3 separate regions of the Rattus norvegicus genome follow, and regions 1 and 3 are each linked to region 2. The links are chromatin contacts, called in public Hi-C maps. All regions are on one chromosome and are shown on one strand. Each heading gives the region's core, a stretch centred on a gene start, on an enhancer-like site or on the middle of the called end of the contact. The rest is flanking DNA. Distances are from core to core; before and after follow the strand shown. Region 1 overlaps LOC102554307 (a long non-coding RNA gene). Region 2 has its middle 68 kb from the start of Ankrd55. Region 3 overlaps LOC102554307 (a long non-coding RNA gene).

Region 1 (3,979 bases), core at 18-2,517, 170 kb before region 2:
CTAGATTCTGTCACCCAAAGGTTATGGAGCTGCCCAAAACAGCGCTACTGCCTGGGGATCAAGCATCTAAAACTTGGATGTGTGGAGGAACAGTTTGTAGATTCCTACTGTAGCAGTCGACCAACCCCATTTCATTCACAGGACACATGCAACCATCCACACTCTCATGGGATATCTCTAGTTATTGCTTTCTAGGTGTCTTTGGACATCATGAGCCAGTCAGTTTGCTCAGAGCCTCTGTGACTTTCTCCCTGGGACAAGAGGTAGAGAGGAACAGATAAGGTTAATGGCTGTGGCTTGTGCTTACAAACAGCTTTTTCTTCCTCATTTGTTTTGTTTTGTTTTGTTTTGTTTTGTTTTGTTTTGTTTTGTTTTTCCAGGCAGGGTTTCTCTGTGTAGCCTCTGCTGTTCTTGGACTCTCTATAGATCAGACTGACTTCAAACTCCCAGGTATCTGCCTGCCTTGGCCTCCCACATGCTGGGATTAGAAGTGTGCACCACTGTCACCCAGCCCCTTCCCCAATTCTTGATTTTTATCCTAGACTCAGACTATGAGAATGGCTTCCTTATGTAGCAGTCTCTGCAATTAACAAGGCTAATCCACTCACAAAAGATGGCTCAGGTCAACACCAATAATAAATAGGTAACCAAAAGGGAAATATCTCCTTTTCCCCACTTGGTCCTGAGTAACCCTTAGTTCAAGACTCGGGTCTTGTATTTTAATATAGTCTCTACCTATGTATTTTCAAAAGTCATAGAAATACTTCAAGTTTTCAAATCACCCAGGCTGATGGTTTGACCTAATTTATAAAAATATTCCCCTAAAAGATCAGGAGTGATTTCCTTTCATAATAAGAACAGACCTTATTAGAAGTCGACCAGGGTCTTCAGAACAGAAAAAGGGTCAAATGATGTCTCTGGCTTTGGGACTTGGCTATGTTCTCAAACCTCTGGCACTCCCAGTTACACCCACTCCCTTCCTGCCCTACTCCTCACCCCAAATGAGCAGCCTGTTAGATTTTCCTGCTGATAGTGTCTTGAAAAGAGTCATCCAAAATATTGTTATCAGCCTCAAGGGTTCAGTACTCATTTGTGTCTATATTTAGACACAAATAGACACTGTAGGATGAGTATAGTCTCTTTCCAGTGCCCTGGAAAACAATCCTTAGGGAGGGCAACTGTTTTTAAGTGAGTTAATGGAGTGCCTAGTGCTGGAATTCCCCAGTGTGGACTTGATGCTGGAGGGAAACATATTAAAGTTTATGGACTGTGGACTTTGCTGTCTGGTGGAGTGACTAAGACGTTGGTTAGCTCTCAGGCTGGTGACCACACATTCTCCAGATATTTTGGGCCAAGATGAAGATGAAGCCGAGCTGTGGACTTGGTACACGAATGCATTTGAGAAAAGGCTTGACTCCTGTGTCCTACCAAGGGCATAGGCCTGGGCTCAGGATGGGTGCTGGTGAACCGTTTAAAGAGCTGGTATGAAAGGATGCCCATTACTAAGGAAGAGCTGAAGTCTGATGTGTTGAATTAGAAGGGATCCTGGAATCTCATGGATACCCGACCCAGTCATGCTGATTTCCTCTCCCACTTTGCAGGCTCTGAGAAATTAATTCTTTTCCTTTCTTTATACCATCTTTACTAAGTAATTTCTCCAACAAAGTTGTTTCTATTCTTACTATGTGCAGGGCACAGGGCACAGGGCACAGGGCACATGGTTGTTTTACTACGAATGAGAAGATTCATGTGTTAATCCTGTGTAGAGGACACCTGAGTGCCAGGAGGGGAGGGAGAGTCCTAAGATGCTTTCAAGGGGGAGCCTTGGCTAACATGGAGTAATGTGACTCCTTTCTTCCTACCCCTTATGCCCTATACTGACTGGCTTGTGTCAACTTGGCACAAACCGGAGTCATCAGAGAGGGAAGTGCATCCATGGAATCCAGCTATAAGGCATTTTCTCATTTAGTGATCAACGGTGAGCCCATTGTAGGTGGTACTGTCCCTAGGCTGATGGTCCTGAACTCTACTAGAAAGCAGATTGAGGAAGCCAGGGGAAGCCAGTCAGTAAGCAGATAACCCCTCCCTGGCCTCCACATCAGCTCCTGCATCCAGGTTCCTGCTCCGCTGAGTTCCAGTCCTGACTTCCTTTGGTGATGAACAGCAATGTGGAAAGTGTAAGCTGAATAAACCCTTTCCTCCCCAACTTGCTTTTTGGTCATGATGTTTTGTTACAGTTATAGACACCTTAACTAAGACACACCCTGAAGCTCTTCAAGGATCACAGTCCAGGACTCTGAAGGCCCATTCCTTTCCCCACTCCCTTCCTCGCTAGATGATTGGAAAGACTAAGAAGATTCAGTGTTGAAGCTTTCAAAAAAAAATCTACACACTCAATATTGGTGACACACAAAAGTCACCTTTTCTTCCCAGTTGCATCTTTTGGTGTGTGGGAGTGGGCTTAAAATGCAAAAAATCCTTAGATAATCAAGATATTCAGCCATTTAGATAAGCAGAGTTGAGCTGGGTGGTGGTGACACACACCTTTAATTCTAGCAGTTGGGAGGCAGAGGCAGGCGCATCTCTGTGAGACTAACCTGGTCTACAGAATGAGTTCCAGGACAGTCAGGGCTACACAGAGAAACCCCGTCTCCACAAACAAAACAAAACAAACAATCAGAAAAGAAACAGCATCGAGACTGCTCAGAGAGAGGGGGAAACAAGTCTGAAGCAGTGTGTACTCTCCCCAAGGTGAGACGCACTGGGCCTCACCTTGGACTTCCGGTTCTGACTTTGAATTTCTGGACCTGACTGGGCGTTTGGGTCACACTGATCTCTCGAGCAGCCTCGTGAGCACAGCCAGTGAAAACCTCTTCATTAGGATCCTTACCTGAGGGGGCTCCAGCCTGTGTTTCCCAGAGCTGCATGGTCTTTTTGCAATTGGTAAATGCAGGAGACTTTTACTTTAGTTGTCTGAGACTTTTCTTCACAGCCGTGTCCCAGCCAGCTTCTCTGCTTCCTGTTGGCGTTGTTGTCCTGTAAGGCTTCCAGTAGGGACGAGGGCAGACACTGTGCGTTCACCTGGCACTGGTTTAATAAAAGTCAAGTCTTTCCTCTGATGCTTCGAGACGCAGCTGCCCTTATACTCTTCGTATTCTCTCTTAGGAGTTCTAGATTCTTTGGAACACAAAATCTAACGGTAGCTCTTCTCGTGTCTCTGCCTTCCTACCATCTCACAGTTCTCTATACAATTTCCTCTATCCTGATATTCGAGACCTTCTGCCTATTGTACCTTTAATGCCTGGCTATCTGAGTCTATGTTACAGCGAACACACATGCACCCCCAGAAAACAGGAAATGGGAGAAACACCTAGAAGCTAGTGAGTGAAGCCGGAAGAAAGGCTTGAGAGAGCTGTTACATTGTCTTCTCGGGCATCCTACTGTCTGTGGCACTCGGACAAAGGAGAGGGTCCTTGAGCTGGAAGACTCAGAAGAGGAAATTCATTTTTTTTTGTTTTTTTTGTTTGTTTGTTTGTTTTTTAACGGTGGAAATTAAGCACTGGTATCGCTGGTTGAGAAGCCGAATGATGCTCCGGCTTGGGCTGGAGGCAAAGGGTAAAGATGGGGTGACAGCAGCATGGAGAACTGAACCAAATTAAGGAAAACACATGGTCTTCCGAAGAGGAAATGGAGTTATGAAAAGAGATGGGAAAACCAGTTCTTCCAGGATAACGCCTTTTGTATCCCTCCTCCCAACGGGAAGCTCAGCTGGAGATCGGAGGAAGCTGAAAGAATGCCATGGAAGCCCACATTACCTGCCAGGAGGGAAGGGAGCTTTGGGAGCCGTCAGCAGGGGACAGGGTCACGTTTTTCTTGGCATCGGGATACTTTCGAATGAGTTATTTTTCAAAAGTTTCCAAGGAGGATCCCTTACCAGTTTCCAGCCTCCATTTGGGATTTGAAACCTACAGGAAGCAAG
Region 2 (4,249 bases), core at 1,069-3,568:
GATTCCCATCTGTCACACTCTTACATATAATAATCCCAGAATCTCAGCCGCCCTCTGTTGTCGTCTGCATGGGTGACCTGCTCCAAACTCCCATGACTCCCATGAGCCTGCACTTCTGTGATTCTCTTCCTAACTTTCATTGATTCATTCATTCATTGATTCATTCCTTCATTTGTTTAAGGTAATATGTGGCTGGGGAAATGACTTAAAAGTTAAGAGCACTGGCTACTCTTCCAGAGACCCCAGGTTCAATTCCTAGCAACCATGTGATGGCTCACTAATGAGTCTAACTCCAGTTCCAGGAGATCTAATGCCCTGTCCTGAGCTTTACAGGTATCCATGCACACAGTTGGTGCACACACATTCATACTAACAAAACAACTATACAGAGAGAGAGAGAGAGAGAGAGAGAGAGAGAGAGAGAGAGAGAAAGAGAAACAAGCACATTTATTTTCTGGTACCTACCATAGGTAGGGACAGCAAGGATCTAGAGGTGAAGAAACCTGAGTCAATGATAATTCTCACAGAGAATCCATCTTAATTGAAGATGAACTGCCAGACCGCTAAACAGAAAGCATATGGAGGAATCTTGGTTGTTAGGGCAGCAGTGTGAACACTGACTTAGTAAATAATGAGTCATGGAGAGTAAGGCAGGGCCAAGTCCCCGTAAGTCTAACTATCTGCTCTTGTTTTATGTGTTTCTGTTTTATAAATATTTTATAGGTAATTAATCACGTGCAGGATTTCTTTATTTAAAAAAGGACAAGCTAAAGAAATTTAATATTTTCCCAATCCTAAAACAAGAACTCTCCTACCTGAGTCTCTCCTTTCACTGAAATCATCGTCCAGGTCCTCCTCTCATCTTGCCTGAATATTCAGGACCAGCAACCTTGAACTGTTCCCTTGTGCCTGCAATTCCCTCCCAACCCAAAGCATGTATAAAGCATAGCATCTTTCAACTCAAGTCACGTTGTCAGCACCTGAGTCCCATCAGCACCATAAATTATCCTGACACTTCAATCAAGTTTCTTCAACCAAAATGTATGGACCAGCACATCAGAGTTTGCTTAGAACCAAGATGGAGTTGGCTTAGCTAAGGATAAGTGTGAAGATGGCAATAGAGTCCTCAGTGGGCAGAGGAGAGAGGCCAGAGGCCAGAATGCAGAGGAGAGTGGGACCCAGAGTCAACAGACCCAGGACCCAGTGCTGTCAGGTGCCAACAGGACCTCAAGCTTAGCCGCTTGTCTTCTCTGAGCTTCAGTTAACTCATCCATTAGATGGGAGAAATCTCTCAGAAGAATGCTTGAAAGGTTAAGCACACGTTGCCTATGAATTTGCTATCCCACAGTTGAGTTACCACTAATTAGTGACACTGGCTTCAGTTAACTCCCTTTCACTCAGACTTCCTCGATTTTCAGGACTATGGCCCTGTCCACTTCCCTGGTTGAGTCTGCATCACTACAAGATAAGCTGCTATCAAGAGTTTCTTATGGCACCACAGGGGAGGAAACCCTTATGGTATAGCCTAAGTGAGAGACTCAGAAGAAGAAGCAAGAATGTGGGGAAGGAAGGAAGACAGAAGGTGAGACAGAGGGCCTTGCTACCATGGCAGAGGGTATAAGAAGCACAAAAGGCCCTGTGTGTGGTTGGGGAAAGAGGACTGGGAGGAGAAGATAACATAAATCTGTGCAGGGACAGCAGGAATGTCACAACATGAGACACAACCTCTTGATTCCCAGGCTGAGTCAGGATCTCCTTAGTCAGACTCAGCTCACAAGAAGCAGAGAAGGCCTCAGCAGGCCAAAAAGAAATGCTTCTGTGAAGCTCCGGCCAAGCTGTTGGAGCCTAGTGTGGAGACATGGGGTAAAGAGGAGAAAGAGGGGATCCAGTTCTTGTTCCTGGTTGTCATGTAGGTCTAAATTCCAGCCGATCTAAACACAACCACCCAAATTTAACCCAAAGTCTGACCATAATATCGCTGGGTTTAATGAAGACACGGATTTTAGACATGCTTCAGGTTTGATGGTCCCTAGAGATGACAGGTTTTTCTTTTCCTTTTTTCTTTTTTTCGGAGCTGGGGACCGAACCCAGGGCAGCAAGCGCTCTACCACTGAGCTAAATCCCCAACCCCGAGATGACAGGTTTTGAAGCTCTTTTCCTGAGGTGACTGCACTGCAGAGACCCAGAGACCATATGTGAGCTGGAATGCCTGGTTCAGTTTAAAACACAATTCCACACAACAATGACCTTCTTGCCTTCTCTGGGTTTATTCCCGTTCATTCCCCACTCACCCCCCTGCCCCATTTTTCAGAATTCTTCTTCCCGAGATGAGTCAGGAATTGAAAATGCTTGGCATCCTAGTTGAATAAATAGTATTTGTCCATGGTGATACTGGTCAGTGGCAAGCGGCCATTGCTCTGGGACGAGGAGGTTTGAATACAGCCTACATGTCTGCCAGCAACCCTGGTCCTCTATGGGTGTCAGACCACTGGGCTATAGGCTTTGCTTGGGTTCTCTTCCAGCTAGCTGGGCTGACATACACAGAAGGGAAGTGGTAAAGGAAGAGAAGAGGAAGAGACTGATGGAGAGAGGGGAAGGAGTGCTGCTCTGGTACAAATCTACTTGTCCGTCGTACCTGGAGTGTAGGTGGGACCCATCCAACTTCGTTTACAGATCTTGCAGGTATTATGAAGGCTAGAATTTTGACTCTCACCTTCTGAGTGAGATCCTGGCATTCCTTGTACCACATCAAACCACTGATGTAGGTGGGCGAGCAACTGATTGGAACCCACCTCGTTATGCTTCCTGAGGGCCTCAAGGGATGCTCTGCCCCAGGGACATGTAAGCCTCTGCCTTCTCCTCTTCTCCTTCAGCCCACCCCATTGGGAGAGCTGTGTGTTTTGGAAAGCTCTGGAAGATACGTATTCTGAGGCTCCGCAGGCACAGAAGTGTTCCAATACCCCCTGAAAATCCCAAAGGGTGTGGCACCCACGTAAGAATCACCTGACTTAGCAAGCCCTGCTCAGCACCAGCGCTGACATTAGCCTGGGAGCTGGAGAGTTTCCTTTGCTGTGCAGGACGTTTTTGTTTCTCTCCTTTTCCACAGCTTCAGAATCTCCGCTAATGTTTTATGGTGAACACAGTTAACTGTACAACTTAATAGGCTGCACTGAAGCATTTGCATACAGGCTCGTGTCATGCCTTGGTTCGTCACTTTCTCTTTTTGTCCTCCCCTCCCCCATCCCGTCCCCCTTCCTTCTTCCCCATTGGTCCCACTTCTATTTCCAGACACAGGTATCCGTTTGAATGCTTTTAAACCCAAGGGCTTCAAGGTTCACTCACACCCAGAGTCCACGTGTGATCGAACCAGACTTCTTAAAGAGAGTATGGGCAGCATGAACCGTCTTCCACACAGCCAGGGAGTCAGAGCCTGAGATAGAGTCACTCACCCCATTCACCAAGTGCGCCGCATCCACTAGGCACGGCTCTGCTCCGGGAAACTCATCATTCTTAGAGGCCTGCTTGGCTGCTCCTGCTACTGCCTCACCGCGCCCCTCTTCTGGATCCTTTCCATTCCCAGCCCTGCAGTCTAACCCCGAGACCTCCAAGGCCACTCACAGCATTCCTGAAAACTTAGAAGAGGGGCTTTTTGTGTGCAGCTTTTTTTCCCTCCCGGACCCTGGAATGCATCTTCACGGGACCTGCTGATTTACAGCCTCGCTGTCTTTCAAAGAATTCTCTGGTCTGGGTTGAGTCAACAGATGTGAGAAAGAGGCTTGTTAAAGGTTCTGTCGAGGGAGGAGGCCAGTTGTCTCTTGCACTAGCAGGGTGCTTTCTTTAACCCTGGACCTGGCTCAGGCCTCCGAAAATGAACCATGGTGTTCAGCATCGGTGTAGGAGATGACAATGCTCCTTGTGATGCAAGCCATAAGCATATCATAAGCCATACACCCTAGCCAATCTTGCTCCCGAGCTGCTATTACACCCCGTGTCAAGTTTTGACTTTTACTTACCATACTGAACAGACTCAAGTTTATTTCAAGGGTTGGCCCATTTTCTAACCGCACAGTAGTTATTCTGTTTGCCCACTGACAACAGTTGCTACATCCTGTTCCTGCCTACCAACCTTTCTAAAAAGATTCCATTCATCCATTTGTTCCTTTGCCCATTTTCTCAATGATCGTCACCATATTATAGAGTTAAGAACCCATTAATAGGTGAGTAGAACTGGCTGGTGCCTCGGGGACAC
Region 3 (4,439 bases), core at 1,720-4,219, 150 kb before region 2:
GGTCGGAGTGTCAACAGGAGACAGGGTAAGTCATAAGGAGCCCTACAGGTTCTGTAGATACTTTGACCCTGAATGAGACTGGGATGCTATTGTGGTTTCAGTGTTTGTCCTTTAAAATTCCTGTGCTGGAAACAGTCTCCAAAGTTCTATATCAATGGTCTGGACAGTGACTGGGTCCTAAGGACTCTGACCTCACAAAAGCCTTAGTTCATTCATAAACTACTGAGAAAATAGCTCTGTTATAAATGTGAGCTCCCTTTGCTGCACTGGCGTTGCACTGTGTTGCAGTCTCACCATGTGATGTTCTGCCCTTCCTCAGGGTTCTACAGAGTGCCCACCAGCAAGACCTTTATCAGGTGTCATCCTTCAATCTCGGACATTCCTGCCTGCAGAATTGTGACTATAATAAACCTTTCTTCTTTATAATCATCTTCTCTGTGATATTCAAGGACAGCAACAGAAAATAGACTAAGAAAGGTTACTGAGTCCTGCTTCTTAACTGTCCTGGTAAGTATACAGGGGGTGTCAGCCAGAAGCAAGGCTATGATGGGAACATGGGGAGGAATGAGCCTTTCTCAACCGATTTATCTGGGCGATCTCTCTCTCTCTCTCTCTCTCTTTCTCTCTCTCTCTCTCTCTCTCTCTCTCTCTCTCTCTTTCAGTTTCTGGAATACTGTAATTACAAGTATGAACAGTCACATCCAGTTGAAGAACTCATGAATGAATGTGTGTTAAATGAATTCCTATTACCCAGCTATCTCTGAGAAGATACTGATAACGTGGATATATGGCAAAGTCTTCTACCTGACACACCAAGTCTCTCTCCTTAGAAAGTAGTCATCACAGCATGTAGCTCCATCGATAGCACAAACAGAAGAAGGCTTGAGTTCATTCCTCAGCCCTGCGCAAACCAGGAGTGTCGTGCATGCTTGTAATGTCAGCATTCAAGAGGTCTAGACACAAGGATCAGAAATTCAGGGTCTTCTCTGGATCCATACAGAGTTTGAGGCCCACCTAAGCTATATAATACTACATGTGTATACGGGAGAAGGTGACCATAGCCCACATTCTTTCCCATGTTGTTCAATGGTGCGATGTAAATAACTCAATCTCAGAGACAGAACGCAGTCTATTCCTTAGAAAGAGCCACTTCTTGTTTTCTTGGAGTCCTGCAGACGGAGACTACAGTGATGGCCACAGTAGGTAGGAAACCCCAAACTACATTTCAGAAGAAATGTGAACATGGCTCACATCCCCTGTCTTTGTTGGGGACACCAGCCACTCTTCCCCCTAATACATGGGAGATTTCATGGAGGATCTGGAGAAATCCCAGATCATGCTAGGGGATTTTCATAGCAACAGGGGAGGAGGCAGTTTCCTGGTAAATCGTGGCACCTTGCTTCATAGTGCTTAGTAACTTAGGTCTCAGACCACCACAGAGCAACAGGGTCCATCACATAATTTCTTTGTTCCTTTGGGTCAAGGGTCAACTTTGTCCTTGTCTATAGAATAATCAATTGGAGGACCTTGTGCCCTTAGGGTGGAATATCTTTCTCTGTTTGTCAAGTCACTGCCCTGCAGGTGGCAGAAGAAATTCCTTCCCAGTTCTGCCCCTGCTGCTAAAGGCAGAATAGTACGTTTGGAGATAGTGATGATGAGGGTGAGGTGTGTGTGTGTGTGTGTGTGTGTGTGTGTGTGTGTGTGTGTGTGTCTGTATTGTGTGTCTACCTGTGTATGTCTTTGTGTATATCTCTGTGTGTATCTGTGAGTGTGTATATGTGTGTATTTCTGTGTTCTTCTCTCTCTCTCTCTCTCTCTCTCTGTGTGTGTGTGTGTGTATCTGTGTATATCTGTGAGTGTATATCTGTGTGTGTATTTCTGTGTTCATCTCTCTCACAGATACACACAGATATACATTCACAGGCACACAGAGTTACACACAACACATTATACACACATATACACACACATATATACAGAGAGAGAGACAGAGAGAGAGACAGAGAGAGAGACAGAGACAGAGAGACAGAGAGAGAGAGAGAGAGAGAGAGAGAGAGAGAGAGAGAGAGAGAGAGAGAGAGATACACATAGCCTGGAAGAAGAACTTTGGTTGCTTTTAGCTGCCTGCCACAGGAATCAGTAGATTCCTGACTGCAATGCCTGGAGCAGCAGAACACACACTCAAGCTCTGACCTGACCTCCCCCACCCCTTTTCGACTTTGTGGGACTTGTGTACAATTTGGAAAAGAGATGAAGGACATCCTAGCTCCCAGCTGACCAGCCCCCTCTGTGGCCTGGAGACCCCATTCCCTCTTGCCCTGCCCTACAGGCTTGCAAGCATAGTTCACAGCTCCCTCTGTGGCCTGGCCTTCCCAGACCTTTCCCTCTATAGACAGCCAGTCTCCGGCTCTCTCAGGCTCTAAACCAAGCATTTCGGGGATTGGATAAATGAAAGTACATATCTTGTCATAGAGCAGCAGCGGGGGGAACAGCTGCTGCACCAATTCTGCAAAACCCAGTGCTCCCTGGGGAGTCTGGGCATCTTAGAACCTAGGGATGGCGGCCTCCAATTCTTTTAATTGTCTGCATAAATAATACCGGTCTTAGGAAGTTAGGGGCCACATTTCAGGACTGGCTCTGTATTTGTTAATGGGCCACCCTGCCAAAGAGGTTAAGTCTTTGTGCCTGGAACGTAACTCAAAGCTCTAAGGGTTTAGTAGGGCGACAAACGTCTGTGTCTCTTTTTGCTTTTGACCGAAATCCAGCAGGGAGGAGCCACCCCGGGGGACTTTCAGAAAGGGCTGTGCCAGTCGGTTCCCATCACAACCTAGAGTATGGTGCAGGCCGGAGTGCAACCCCCACCCCCACCCCCCCAACACCCCACCGCCTGTCCCTCCCTGTTTGCCGGAGTGCAGGATCAGGGCGGGGCTGAGCTGTGCCAATCTGGTTCAATAGTCTACTCTACCCCCGGAGAGATTCCCCACTCCCCATCCCACTGCTCAGGGAGCTGCACCGTCGCCCGGGGTCAGTCCACTGCCTGTGTGACAGCTTCCCAGGAAGGAAGGAGCGTTGTCTGCAGATCGCTTATCAGCCGGCTTTCCTGTGTCGGAGCACCGTGGTTTTCCGGGGATGGCTGCCACCCCCGTGATTCCCAGCTCTGGCTGCCCGGTTTGTGATAAATAGGCCATTGTGAGGCCTTTGCGATCTGACTTTCTTATCAAATGATCCACTAGAAAAAGAAAGCTAGAGCGAGATTCCTCCCCAGCTGCCTGTCATCTCAGCTTCTTCCAGTCTCTCCACAACTACAGCCATTTTCAGTTTATGCAGTTTTCCAGGGAATGTTTGGAAAGCAATTTACTTGTCAACGGAGGCAGGGACATAAGGGGGCGTGCCGTCTACTAAGCGGCTTGCCCTGGTTGTGAGGTTAGTTTCTTTGGCTTTGGGGCATGGTGTTTCTACCTGCCCACTTTCCAACGTATACACACCAATAAACAGCGGTGCTGCACCAAGTCTGCAAACCATCAGATTTACTGCAGTGCAACAATTTAGGGGTTTTTTTTGTTTTTGTTTTTGTTTTTTTTTTTTTGTTTGTTTTGGTTTGGTTTTTTTTTGGTTTGTGTGTTTGGTTGGTTGGTTAGTTTTTGTTTATTTTGTTTGCTTTGAGCTAACTGATTTATGGACAAAACTTGAAAGGAGAAAACATTAGTGGAAATTGTTCATTCAATGGAGACCACTACAGACTGTGGCAATTTGGGGGAAACCCAGTGGTGTCAATAATGACTGCTTTTGTAGCTGAAGCAGTTACATGACCCAGAAGGGACTTGGGGTTCCTAGTGTTGTGGTGCTTGTTTGCTAAACGTTGCTAGGCACGGTGGATGGGCAGAGGATGCCCTCTGAAAGGGACCAACACCTGACTGAGTATTCGCCAGCCAAGGTCTTGAAATGCTTAATGTTTGTTTGTCTCTTTCTTTCTTCTCAAAGCTGCATTGTGCTTCACAAATTGTGTGACTAGGACAGTCAGTGGGAGCTCAGATTCATTTGAGTGAACCCTAAAAGTTATTTGAACAGTTTCCCTTTGGGATAATGGACATCAATTAATCCATAAGCTGATGAAGATGATTTCTTTTAAGTTGGTTGTTGGAATAACTTAAGAAGTCTACAAGCTAATAGGGTTCCTAACACGGAGGGCACCTTCTAGAACTGCACTGGTTCCCTGTCAGACTTGCTTCTTCTTTTAGGAAACTCAGACCCCTGTTCCCACAAAGACCTAGTGCTTCCCATAGCGTGACGCTCATTTACGAAGTTGTTGCCTCTCTCTTGCTTCTCTACTCTGAACTGCCTAGCTCCCAGATGTGCAGACCAAAGCAGGAAAATTTGACATGGACTCCTCCTAGACCAGTGGTTCTCAACCTTCAAGATATTGCAATCCTTTCATAAAG

Evidence for each region. A called contact is a pair of places that touch in the nucleus more often than the background predicts.
Region 1: a contact with region 2 is called in a Hi-C map of the A7r5 cell line, with 4 times the contacts expected there. The contact joins two enhancer-like sites. A contact is called at or near these places in 2 of 12 Hi-C or Micro-C datasets (the A7r5 cell line and mammary epithelial cells).
Region 3: a Hi-C map of Schwann cells shows a contact between it and region 2, with 6 times the contacts expected there. The contact joins two enhancer-like sites. A contact is called at or near these places in 4 of 12 Hi-C or Micro-C datasets (the A7r5 cell line, Schwann cells, kidney and 1 more).

Annotation. Positions count from the first base shown.
Region 1 is chr2:45,407,509-45,411,487 of GRCr8, forward strand. The region is part of intron 1 of LOC102554307 (a long non-coding RNA gene); the gene reads left to right. Among named protein-coding and RNA genes, the nearest start is that of Ankrd55, 240 kb to the right of the region's middle. Within about 2 kb of position 1,268, at least 6 of the 93 cell types and tissues checked have an H3K27ac peak or open chromatin away from gene starts, as enhancers often do. A contact at or near this core is called in the A7r5 cell line, where this site is marked.
Region 2 is chr2:45,577,498-45,581,746 of GRCr8, forward strand. No RefSeq gene overlaps it. Among named protein-coding and RNA genes, the nearest start is that of Ankrd55, 68 kb to the right of the region's middle. Within about 2 kb of position 2,319, at least 5 of the 93 cell types and tissues checked have an H3K27ac peak or open chromatin away from gene starts, as enhancers often do. A contact at or near this core is called in the A7r5 cell line and Schwann cells, where this site is marked.
Region 3 is chr2:45,425,177-45,429,615 of GRCr8, forward strand. LOC102554307 (a long non-coding RNA gene) reads left to right here. Exons shown (of 3, transcript XR_005500645.2): 3 at 320-2,779. Among named protein-coding and RNA genes, the nearest start is that of Ankrd55, 220 kb to the right of the region's middle. Within about 2 kb of position 2,970, at least 26 of the 93 cell types and tissues checked have an H3K27ac peak or open chromatin away from gene starts, as enhancers often do. A contact at or near this core is called in Schwann cells, where this site is marked.